Linked DNA regions of Zea mays: all the other regions are linked to region 3. A link is a contact called in public Hi-C data. All regions are on one chromosome and are shown on one strand. Each heading gives the region's core, a stretch centred on a gene start, on an enhancer-like site or on the middle of the called end of the contact. The rest is flanking DNA. Distances are from core to core; before and after follow the strand shown.

Region 1 (4,042 bases), core at 1,325-3,824, 410 kb after region 3:
CATTGATAACATTCATGAATGTCATTTTTCCAACTCAGCCATCTCGCTATCATACATCTTAGACATGTATAGCTCAACCATTATGTGTTTGTACCTAGGATCAAGAAATGCTCCCACTTCCAAAGCCATATTGTTCATCTTCTAGTACTTATCAAACTTGTCTCTCATAGAGTATGCCATAGTGCAGATTATGGGATCACTACTATCACACCATCTTGTAATAGCCATCTTTATCTCAGAAAATTTACGAAACAAAATGATTTGCAGTAGGATATGAAGTGCTAGAAAGAAGTAATGTGACATCATAGAACTTCTTCAAACACTTGCTAATGTTTAATGCATTCAACCAATCATTAGCCAAATGATTGATAAGACCATATCTATCCTTTTTCTTTTTTGCAAGGCGATCAAAAGCATTCTTGTAGTAAATGGCATCTCTAACCATAATATATGTGGAGTTCCATCTTGTTGCAACATCCAAGGAAAGAGATTTTTTAGGGTCTAGGTCACATTCTCTTGCACATTTCTCAAATGCCTCCAACTGCAAGTGTGACCTTTTAATGAATGTTATAAAATGTCTAATATTTCCAATGGCATGTGCAATTATAGCTAACCCATCTCTAGCAACAAGATTCAATATATGATTTGCATATCTAACATGAAAGAACTTTCCACCACAAACAAGCAAGTCTTTAGCACTATCAATCACTATATCAATGGCAACCTTATTTGAAGAAGCATTATCCAAAGAAAGAGCAAACATTTTCTTATCAAGGTTCCAATTCAGCACATTAGAAAAAAAAGTATCACTCAATTTTATCCCACTATGGTTGCCTTCTACATGCATAAAATTGATAATCCTTTTTTGCATGTTCCAATTATCATCAATCCAATGAGCAGTGACACACAAGTATGACTTGTTTTGAATAGATGTCCATGTATCCATAGTATAACTAACACGACAGGACAACTTTTTGAATTGTGCATACAACATATTCTTTTCCTCAATATAAAGATCCATGATCTCTTTACGAATAGTAACATGAGACTTCAAAGGAAATGATGGTCACAGTGATTTGATAAATTTCACCAAGTACTTGTGTTGGGAAATACGGAAAGGATACTCATGCATGATGATGGCATAATATAGCAGTCTCACACTAAAATTCTCATCATATTTATAGGTTTCTATAGTATCCCCATTCGGAGTTAAGTGTTGTTGACCCTTCAAAATCTTATGCCTCAGCTTTAAATGGTAACTAAAAGCCTTTGTGCCATTTGAACTATTAGCCTTAGCTTTATGTGGACTTTTTTTTGCATTTTGCCCACTTTTGGTTAACAATGGAACCATCGTTTTGCTCCACTTCTAATTCATACCTTGTAAAATGCTCCCAAACCCATGAAGTGAGCTTCGTTTTCTTGACATCTAATTCTTCATCACAATCATCTTCAGTGCTTATTTGGACACTTGCAGCTATGCTTGCATTTTCACTTGCACGCGCACTTGCATCTTGTGCAACTATAACAAAAAAGGATATGTTAATATACATTTGCATTCACTTGAAAATGAAACAAACAAAGTAAAAAGGACACCTTTCAAAACTTGAGGTTGATGCACTAAATTTGTGCTCTTGTTTGACCTTGTTGCTTTAAATGCAGATGCCATAAACTTGCTTGTAGGGGTACTAGTTGACTTGGTTGCTAGTAGTCGTTTCACCACACAATTGTCTCCACCTATGGATTTGTTTTTCCACAAACAACTATTTGACTAGTGACATTCACCTCACTACCAGTAGGTGTAAGAATATGATCCTCCTCTTCCATGTGGTCATTGTCGTTGCCATTAACATCCCCCAATACCATGTATCTCATCTTCATTCTACACATTGTTGTCAATGTCACAAATATTATCCACATCCATGGTGCTATTATTGTCCATCACAAAGATAAGAACAAAGTTACTGGTAGACTAGTAAAATACATAAAAACTAGAAAGCAACAATACCTTAGAAGAAAGCAAGGGGCTGCAAACCGGGGCCACGACGCGAGAGTTCGACTGCGAGGCGCCTCCGGCTGTTGCTGTCGAGACGCCGGAGCCGATGACGACGAGCCGACGACGACCGGTGGCGACAAGTTGGGACTGGACCTGCTAGCATGGGGCGGCTGCATCATGCGAGCGCGGGTGAAGAGCGCCTCGAGTGACGACGAGCTCGGATAGGACAGCACGACGTGGCAGGGGCAGCGAAGCCTGGATTATGAGCCGAGCTATAGCGTGGCAGGGGCGACGATGACTTCACTGCAGCCTGCGATGTGGTAGGGTTGAAGTGGCACAGGCCGGTGGCGCTTGGTTGCAGACTTGCACGAAATCCGATGTGGCGTGGTAGCAGGGTCGAAGTGGCACACGCTGGTGGTGCAGACTGCCGGTCTGCAGTGCCAGTGCTGCGGCGGCGCCTTGCTCTAGCGTCTGGTCGTCCGCCCAACCGAGAGTACTAGAAGTCTAGAACCTATTAAGCTGTGCACTCCAAATAATCAACGGGCCTCAACCTTCGGCCATGGCCCACACACATATGGATATGGGCTGGCATTTTGGCAAACGTTGAAACCGTGAGAACTAAGACCCTGAGAGGCTGAGACACAGTAAGCTAGGACTGGTCGGGGAAAGGTATTGCGTAACCAACAACTGGGTACCCATATCCGCCCACCAGTTCTGGGTATTTACCAGATATTGATTGTCCCGTATCCGATGAGTTTTTATCCAAGTAGTACCCTTATCCGTTCTGGATGAAAAAAAATATCAGTATCTGTATCCGAAAAATGGTCCCGAATCAGTACCCATATTTGGTACCCGTTTCGGATACCCTACCCGTTTTCACCCCTAACTATCCGTGGGCGCACCGGATAGTCCACTACACCACCAAGAAGTGAGCAGTGTGTGATTCCCTTCCTTGTTTGGCAAAGCCAACCATTGTCAGCCACTGGCCTCGTGGCACACCGAACAGTCCGGTGCGACCTTCTGACCATTGGTTGAGCCACGTGTCACCCGCTGATTGCTCGGTCGACCATTGGCTGGGCGCGCGGCTGGCACATCGGACAGTCCGGTGAATTATAGCCGCGGCGCCTTGTCCTTTTTCCCGAGAACGGTCTGTTCACCGGTGCGCCAGCCAGGGCACCGGACACTGTCCGGTGCACCACAGGCTGGTGCAAGTTTCTTCAATTTGATTTCTCTCACTTTTTCTCACTTTGTAGAAGTTTCCTAGCACTTAGTAGAATAATGTTAGTACCAAAAACAATTTACTAAGGCTAGAATTATACCTTGCTTTTCCATTTACATCTCTTTAACTCTTAGCTCAATAAAGTCATAACTCTATGTGTTGAGCATCTAATCACCAAGACAATATAGAAATGGCATGAGGGCACATTTCCTTTTTATAGGAAACCTGGCAATGAAATCCATACCGATTTCTTCTCACTTCCATTCAGGTACTTGCAATGGGTGGAGTAATCCAGCTGGTCTCTGATGTTTGGCCTTTACCCTTTGACAGACATCACATGCAACCACATGTGCAACGACATCCCTTTTCAAATCATACCACCAGTATTTCTGTTTCATATCCTGATACATCTTGGTGCTATTAGGATGAATGGAATAGGGTGAGTCATGGGATTCCTTCAATATGGTGTCACAGAGACTGTCTATCTCAGGAACACATATCATGTTCTTGAACCAGATTGTGCCTTGTTCATCTTCCATGAAGTCTGGACCTCTGCCTTCATCCATCAGGTCTTTGATCTCTTGAACCTTAGCATCACCAACATGACCTTTCTGTATCTCTTGCTCCAAGGTAAGTTCCATCTCTATAGTGACTCCCTCCGCATGAGCAATTATCCCCAGTTTGAGCCTATCAAACTTCTCTGCCAACCTGTCGGGTAACTGCGTACCTACAGCTGCATGACTGTGTTCCTTCGGACTCAAGGCATCCGCAACCAGATTCGCCTTGCCTGGATGGTAGTGAATCTCCAAGTCATAATCCTTGATGAGTTC
Region 2 (4,569 bases), core at 1,800-4,299, 500 kb after region 3:
CCATGAGACACCCAATTATGGATGTTGGAACAGTGTTTACCGATGTGAAGCAATTTAGAGCAGCACTAAAGAATTTGATCATTTGTGAGGGTAGAGAAGTTATGAGACCTAAGAATGATCCTATGAAAGTTTCAGCAAAGTGCAAAATTGTAGACTATGTTTGGTATATATATGCCTCTAGACTTCCAGATGGTCGTTCCTTCAAGATCAAGAAGTATGTAAAGGACCACACTTGTGGGAAAAGTCACACGGTGAAGCAAATGGATGCTAAATGGATTGGCACAGAGTATGAGCATTTTTTTAGAAGTGAGAAAGATTGGCGAGTTAAGTCCCTTGGGGACACTGTCCTTAGGGACACACTAGTGGGGATCTCACTTACCAAAGCCTATAGAGCGAAGAGATACGCGGTGCAGAAGATTGGTGGTGAGTACCATGAACAATACAGGAGAATACAAGATTATGCTCACACAGTGTTATCTGCTAATCCTGGAAGTTGCATAGTGATAAAATGTTTTGTGGATCCAACACGAGCAATAAATCCTAGATTCGAGAGGATGTATGTGTCCTTTGATGCTCAAGTAAAAGGATTCCTAGCTGGTTGTAGACCTTTCTTTGGGTTAGATGGCACCCATGTCAAACTACCAAATGGAGGACAAATTCTAACAGCACAAGGAAGAGATGCAAACAACAATCTTTTTCCTATAGCATTCGCTTTGGTAGGGTCTGAAAATGCTAATTCGTGGACATGATTTTTGGAGTTGCTGGTGCAGTCCATTGGGCAACGAGAGCATTGTGGTGGCTGGACTATTATGAGTGATAGACAAAAGGTATTGTTGTTGTGTACTTCACTCTGCTTTTTCATTTGGTTTGCTTTATGTGTGATTCTTGCTTTGCTTTATGCAGGGTCTAAAAGACGGTATTAGGGCCATTTTCCCACATGCAGAGCATAGATATTATTTGAGGCACTTATATGCTAACTTTTCAAAGGCTGGGTTCAAAGGTCCCCGACTAAAAGAGCTAATGGATATGGCTGCCTATGCGTACAAGGAGTTTGATTTCAAACAAGCTAGGGATGATATTAAGAAAGAAAACACTAGAGCATGGAAATGGTTGTTTGACATTGATAGTAAGCATTAGTCAAGGCATAGGTTCAACCCCGATGCTAAAACTGACTTGGTCGTTAATAACATTAGCGAGTCATACAATTCTTGGATTTTGGAGGCAAGAGAAGAACCTATGTGCACGATGGTGGAGCACATTAGGACTAAGTTGATGGAGTCTATTAATATTAAAAGAGATGGTGCAAAGAAGGACACATGGTTCATAGCTCCAAATTATCAGAAAAAGCTTGAGTTTGAGAAGAAAAATGCTTCATATTGCAGGGCCGTCTGTGCTGGGCATGGGATATGGCAAGTCACAAGTGGAGACAATCAATATGTTGTTGATCTCAACAATCACAAATGTGGATGCTACAAGTGGGATGTTACTGGAGTGCCATGCTCACATGCAGTGGTTGCTATTCATGAGTTCAAACACAAGCCAGAAAACTATATGTCATTGTTCTTCACTAGGGAGAAATATGTAGCCACATATGAGGGTATGATTATACTTGTGCCAGACAAGAGACAATGGTTAAGCACATACTTGCCTGATGTGGATCCTCCATTTTATCATGCCCAGCCTGGAAGACCAAAGAAGAAGTGAGTGAGAACGCAAGGAGAACCTCATGTTGAGTCTAGAGCCTCAAAAAGGGCTGCAGTGAAATGCTCCAATTGCCACACTTATGGTCACAATGTTAAGGGATGTGGAGTGCCACTTAGGGCTGATTGGGAGCCTAGGAAGGGAGCTAAGTACACGAGGGTTTGTGACTCACTATTTATTTTGCATTTTCCATGGTAAAGGTATCAACTCACATAGCTATATTTCTATATTTTAGGCCTCAATTGGTGTTCCTACTTCATCTCAACCAAACCCGTCAACATTTGAAGGTTCAAGCCAATACAATTTGGCTCCATTTGAAGGCCAAAACTACATGAACAATGATGAAGTCAATGGAGTCTGTCAGAACATCGAAGGAGGACCTGGAATTAGGCCACAAAAGTTGTTCTCAATAAGGAAAAGGAATGATTAACTGTGATATGTGCCTTGTTAATGTAAACTGTGACTATTGCGCCTTGTTACTGCAAAATATGATTCTGAAATGATTTTTATTGGGTCACTACATTATGTGTTGGATGTGTTGGATGGAGCGCTTGGTTTTTATTTGGTAATTGCATTCTGAAACGATTTTTATTAGCCCTGCTGTATGAGCTGGATAGAGCGCTCGGTTCCCATGAGCTCATGCGGGTTGTTGGAGCGCCTACTTACAAGTTACAATGTGTTCTGCAGCATAGCTGGTTGCGTATGCACAAGCAGACTAGCCGCGTGCAGCATGCCCTTCACTCCTGTTCCATTTCCACCTGTTGCTGTGCCGTCTTGGCTTTTCAGCAGCCCTGGCATTTGACTGTTAGTGCTAGCTACTAGTTTCTTCACTCGCCTTACAAAGTTACAAGTGACCTCAGCAAAGTGTTACTAGTAGTTTAGTTTCTAGAAAAGCTTGTTCTCTTGTTGTTGGATGATTGATGATAATTTGATAAGGTCGTACCTTCTGGCTTCAGATTTTCTTCATGGCATATTGTATGAGCTGGATGGAGCGCTCGGTTTTGGCTAAGCTAACCAAGCCAAGGAGCCAAGCCGATTAGTGTTTTAAGGATGGAGCCAAACGTGTTTGCTATAAGATTAGACCACCTAATTTGGAAGGAGGAGTTTGACAGAATATAAGTTGTGGGTATTTGAAAACACCCCAAACTTGTAAGTGGATTTATGCAGTTTTCCTTTGCCTTAATGATCATCCACCACAGTACCACACCCCCGCTATCCTATTCAACGGTTCTGATCTTCCACCCACCATTCTAGCGCAGATCGCCAGACCCGCAAAACCCTAGCCCCCACCTTCTCCCAACTATAAAGGCCTGGTCTCCCGCTTTGCCCCATTTCCCTCGCCATCCTACGCCTCGCGCCGCCGCCACAGCAACCCTTGCAGCCCCAATCCCCCACGGCGACCATGGCCGGCGCGCAGGAGTCCCTCTCCCTGGTGGGCACGATGCGCGGCCATAACGGCGAGGTGACGGCGATCGCGACCCCGATCGACAACTCGCCTTTCATCGTCTCCTCCTCCCGGGACAAGTCCGTGCTGGTGTGGGACCTGACCAACCCGGTCCACTCCACCCCGGAATCCGGCGTCACCGCCGACTACGGCGTCCCCTTCCGCCGCCTCACCGGCCACTCCCACTTCGTCCAGGACGTCGTCCTTAGTTCCGACGGCCAGTTCGCACTCTCTGGCTCCTGGGACGGCGAGCTCCGCCTTTGGGACCTCTCCACCGGCCTCACCACCCGCCGCTTCGTCGGCCACGAGAAGGACGTCATCTCCGTCGCCTTCTCCGTCGACAACCGCCAGATCGTCTCCGCGTCCCGCGACAAGACCATCAAGCTCTGGAACACTCTCGGCGAGTGCAAGTACACCATCGGCGGCGACCTCGGCGGCGGCGAGGGCCACAACGGGTGGGTCTCCTGCGTTAGGTTCTCCCCAAACACCTTCCAGCCCACCATTGTCTCCGGATCCTGGGACCGCACCGTCAAGGTCTGGAACCTTACCAACTGCAAGCTGCGCTGCACTCTGGATGGGCACGGTGGCTATGTTAACGCCGTCGCTGTGAGCCCCGACGGGTCGCTGTGCGCCTCCGGCGGGAAGGACGGTGTTACTCTGCTGTGGGATTTGGCTGAGGGGAAGAGGCTGTACTCGCTGGACGCGGGCTCCATCATCCACTCTCTCTGCTTCTCACCCAACCGCTACTGGCTCTGCGCTGCGACGCAGGACTCTGTCAAGATCTGGGACCTCGAGTCGAAGCACGTTGTGCAGGACCTCAAGCCCGACATCCAGGTCTCCAAGAACCAGGTTCGTCTCTGCCCTTAACCTGCGTTTAGCATGCCAGAAATCGTGTAGGTTAGGATCTGTAGCTACTTGTACATGAGTTGTGCTGCCTTATTGAGGAATTAGTCCGTTAATCCACTTATATGGTATGTATACATATATATCCAACTTCAACAAATGTCCAGTTCTCTGCAGAACTGTTAGGGTGCTGAATCTTTAGTGCTAATGCATATAAGAATATATTTTGGTTAAAAGATGATTTGTGTGCTGTGTCATAGTTTTGTATCACTTTAATTGTTCTATCAATTTTCCACTTGTTTTACATATGCTCTTGTTATTGTTTTTACCCAGTATTACACCATGAGTGTTAGTGAATTACATCATCTGAGTTTGTAACTTTATATCCTCACCCAGTCCATTGTTTGTTATCAGCATTATATCTTACCTAGTCTGTGGGTGTTCTAGATATGCATGGGCAAGGCACATATGTAATGTTGAACTCTGATGCCATTTTGTTACTTTGTGCCAACAGTGCGCAATTGCATTGGAACTATATTCTGCATTGATTTTTTTTGCTATAACGTGTAACATGCCATACT
Region 3 (4,290 bases), core at 1,712-4,211:
CCTTTTGCTTCCATTCACAGTCGAACATTTTCAGTCATAGGTTTAAGATGGTACCAGGAACTACTTATTGTCTGGGTCTGGGAGACTGTCATCGAGCGAGCTTCTACTGTCAAGAACATTACAAGAACAAGGAAAACAAGCATGACCTCCTTGGAAACGGGAAAGAGATATGAACATTTTCAGGTCATAAGGTGGCAAGAATTAGATCAGACCTTGAGAGGTGAGGTCTCAATGCAAGATCTCATATCATACCGCGGCAGACATTTCAGAACTCAACAGCATTATTACGCAGAATTGTCTATAACTCATCGAGCGAGTAAGTTGCTTCCATACAATACAAGAACAAGGGTAGATTTGCCCAAAACACATGTCCATATTATTACATCAACTAGGCCAACAACACAACGATTACGTTAAGTTTCCGAAAATCACCTCCGACACTTCCCCGGTTCTTTCTTTAAACCCAGCTCTAGTTCCAGTCCACTCCGAAACTACACCCGGCGCTGCTTGGGGAGCCGGCACCCATTGTGAGGAAGCTGGGTCACGTCGTGGATGTACATGATAGGAGATTGGTCCCTCACCCTTTCGCCTCGGAACCCTTCTCTGAAGCTCAGGATCACCTTCTTCTTCTTCTTGAAGAACGAAGCCCCTTTCACCTTCATGACGATGGAGCTCAACCCCATCTTCCTGGCGGACCGTCCGACCTGCTCCGCGACCGCTTCGGAAGCGTATCGGGAGAGACGGGACCGTCCTTTCCTGTCCTCCAAGCAGCCGGCGGAGGCACCCGTCTTTTTGTTCCCGCTGGAGTCTGTCACCGTCACGAAGGTCTTCTTTCTCTTCAGTAGGACGTGGACGAAAGCTCTCTTCTTGGAATACTGTTCGTGGTCCATGGCAAAGGTGCGGAGGTTGACTGTGAAGCCCTCCCTTGAGCTGAAAGGGTTCTGGCCACGGGGTGTCCCAGACCTTTATGTCGAGCCAGAGTGAAGCGAAAATGAGTGATCAGCAAATATGAATGAAATAGACAGATATATGAGTGAGTTGAATTGAAATAAGATTGGCCTACTTACATCGCCGCTCCATTATCTGTGTTGTTGAAGTTGACCTGTGTCTTAGCACGAATATCTTGAGACACAAAACCAGATCTGTTAAAATTCTGACGTGGATCCGTATCTGCAACAACTCCAGACCCAGAAGGTGGGAAACCCTGGATAAACAAAATTGATTCTGTTAAAATTCTGATAAGCAGTGATATTGATGCAATGTGATCTCGGTATTCTATGGTTTACAAGGCATAATATCAATGCTCCGCATGGAGAATGGAAAATGAGGCAAGAGACTGTGCCTAAAACTAGCGACACAAAAAATATACAAACAGTGGAAACGTTGTTCATTCTTTACAGAATGTAACGAAAACAAAAACCTACACTTTTAAAATTAAGGACTCACGTGAAAACATGCTACTCCCTCCGTCCCCCATCTTATGGTCACGAAGGTTTGTCCTAGGTCAATGTTTTAAAACTTTGACCATTAATAACAAAATATTCATAAATATTGACTAAATAAAAATGAAACTATTACATTTATTATCAAAACATCTACCACAATATATAGTTTTTGTAAATTTAAAAATAATTATTTTTATAGATATTGTTGGTCAAAGTTTCAAAATTTTGAATTAGGACAAACCTTCACGATCTTAAGATAGGGAACGGAAGGAGTACATGCTTCCTAATATTATCATCTCAATTTCAAGCTGCAACGCAACAGCTTATAGTTACTTTTCATGTGTATACGACTAGGGTATTCGTGAGCACCTGTGTAGGTTTGGAGGTATGACCGTATGAGAAACCTACAACTATATGAAATATTATGCAAGGGATTGAACATTAATCAATACTATCACCAACAGCCGTAGGCTGTAGCATCAGGGAAATTGGCCACAAGTGGCAGAAAAGTCAATGCTTTTGTGAATAGGATGGAATCAAATTGTATTTCATGAAAAAATACGCCACAGAAAAATCCCTAACCCATAAAAAAGTCCCCAACTCATACAATAATAAATCTTATTTCAATTCAACGTACACTACATACTGCTAGATGGCGAAAAGAGGGCAACTCTATCTTTTATCACAAAATGGGGGGAATTAAATAGGGGTGTTTGGTTCCCATGACTAAAGTTTAGTCTCTCCGGATGTTTGAATACCAGTTACAAATATTAAATATAGTCTACTTACAAAACTAATTACACAGATAAAGACTAAACAACGATACAAATTTATTAAGACTAATTAATCCATATTTAGCAAATGTTTACTTTAGCATCATATAGACGAATCATATACTAATTAGGCTTAATAGATTCGTTTTTCCACTTAGTCCTAATCTATGAATTTAGTTTTGTAATTAGACAATATTTAATCGGATGTTTGACATGGACTAAAATTTAGTCCCTGTTACCTGGGGCTAGATGCATGGTCTCCTTGATTAACCAAATAGATCGAGAACGAAATCAATCAAGAGAGTTGGGTTGATATAGAGATACCCTGTTGTGTCCCGATGCATCTGAGGCAAAGGAACGTGGGAGGAGCTGCCCATGGAGAAACCTTCGCGAAAAGGGATCCTCCGCGGCGCGGCAGAGGCCCGCCCCAAGAGAGGCAGCTCGGCGTAGGGCAAGGCGGGCGGATGAGAACATGGCCGTCTTCCTCGATCTCGTACTTCAGACACAAGAAGAACAAAATTAGAAGTAAGCTAGTAGGCGCTCGGTCTTTTGCATAGCAGCCAGGGAAGAGAAGGGGGTGTGAATACCCGGTCGGCGCTCTTCGCCGGCGAAGGCCTCGGCACCTGGCGTTGGGCGGGGCGGCGGCGGCGGCAGTATCTCAACTAGAGGGAGGGTGGTGGATCAGTGTGGTTGGGCTGAGATGAGATGGGTTATTTTTTATTTTCTAGTTGAAGCCCAACCGGGCTCCACGTTGTGTGCTCGACCTCAACGAAAATAATTAAAGCCCATTAACACAGTCTAGAAACAGACCTATCTTGTTAAGAAACCCTAGTTAGATTATGTGGGAAAATACCACTTATACATTTGAGGAATCTCACGTCTCCATATAAAGGAATATGTACCTCATTATAAGAGAAGAGAAGAGAAAGAGGTCATAGACCCAACCATACATCGTGTCTTCTGTGCGTTTTTACTGTCGTGCTCGTGGAAAGGGAAACATGATCTACACCTTCTCCGCGCCTAATCTACTGACGGAAGGGAAGAGAGTGTATCTGGTGATCCGTGTTAACGTAGTTATTCAACACGTTATCAGCACACTCTACCTCGATGTTACTACGGATCCAATCTGCACTGATTCTTCGTCAAACTGGTAGGTCTCTCGGCCTAGCCGAACTGTCGTACACGACAGACTTTGATTCCTCTACTCAATCGAATGGTATGGTATTTTTCATCGGTAGATTGGTTCTACTCTTAGCGGCAAAAAAAATTCAGGCTTCCTGTAGAAGCCGCAACCTCCCACAAGAACGACGTCATCGTGCCACTAGCCCCGAAGGAGTCACCGATGTAGCGGTCAAATATCCGGGGCGCATCGCCGGTGTTGGGAACAGCGGGTCCAGTGCCCCGCACGCCATAGCCCCTGTTTGTTTGAGCTTTTTCCAGCTTCTGGCCACCAAAAACTGTTGCAGATTGCCAAACGCCTCAGCTTTTCAGCCAGCTTCTATAAGAATCGCTTTGGTAAAAACCGTCCAAAATCAACATGAACACAAAATCGGCCGAATCTTCACGATAGTAGGAATCTGTTGCTTTCTAGATCCTAAACCCTTTGGACCACTTCATCTTTCTCTGCACGTAATCCACACAATACTCAGATTCTTCCCACAGCCAAATTCTCTCCACAGCCAGATTCTCAGAAAAGCTGGTCAGAAAAAAGCTGAACCAAACAGGCATATAGTCTGCAGTATGGCTCGCAGCCTTGTCTCCCGCACCCATCCCGTCGCACGCCGGCACCGTCGATAGGGCCTGCACCCTTGTTGCGCTAGGGCCGCGTCGCGCACCGGAGGAGGGCCCATCCGCGCCTAGCCTAGCCATGTTGGATGGCCCGAGATTTGGGGTACCAGCTCGGGGACTGCTTCTCGCCGTGCAATGGTGTCCACCTGCTCATGCTGCGAGCCACCCGGTGCTCAGAAACCATCAACTAAAAATAATGCATTTAAATTATAGTAGAGAATATAGTAAGGAAATTTTTAAATCAAGTATTTGATTTTATTCATCTTTGGAATGATTTTTGTTTG

Evidence for each region. A called contact is a pair of places that touch in the nucleus more often than the background predicts.
Region 1: a Hi-C map of tassel shows a contact between it and region 3, with 4 times the contacts expected there. The contact joins the enhancer-like site here to the promoter of LOC100282151 in region 3. A contact is called at or near these places in 3 of 25 Hi-C or Micro-C datasets (ear, leaf and tassel).
Region 2: a Hi-C map of ear shows a contact between it and region 3, with 10 times the contacts expected there. The contact joins the promoter of LOC100216946 here to the promoter of LOC100282151 in region 3. A contact is called at or near these places in 6 of 25 Hi-C or Micro-C datasets (bundle sheath, ear, endosperm and 2 more).

Annotation. Positions count from the first base shown.
Region 1 is chr8:66,920,052-66,924,093 of Zm-B73-REFERENCE-NAM-5.0, forward strand. No RefSeq gene overlaps it. Among protein-coding and RNA genes, the nearest start is that of LOC100216946, 82 kb to the right of the region's middle. Within about 2 kb of position 2,575, at least 14 of the 20 cell types and tissues checked have an H3K27ac peak or open chromatin away from gene starts, as enhancers often do. A contact at or near this core is called in ear, leaf and tassel, where this site is marked.
Region 2 is chr8:67,000,907-67,005,475 of Zm-B73-REFERENCE-NAM-5.0, forward strand. LOC100216946 (guanine nucleotide-binding protein beta subunit-like protein) reads left to right here and starts at 3,050. Exons shown (of 2, transcript NM_001143328.1): 1 at 3,050-3,994. The coding sequence starts at 3,104.
Region 3 is chr8:66,505,895-66,510,184 of Zm-B73-REFERENCE-NAM-5.0, forward strand. LOC100282151 (ribosomal protein S11 containing protein) reads right to left here and starts at 2,962. Exons shown (of 3, transcript NM_001155063.2): 1 at 2,543-2,962; 2 at 1,068-1,204; 3 at 261-963. The coding sequence starts at 2,692. The coding sequence ends at 492.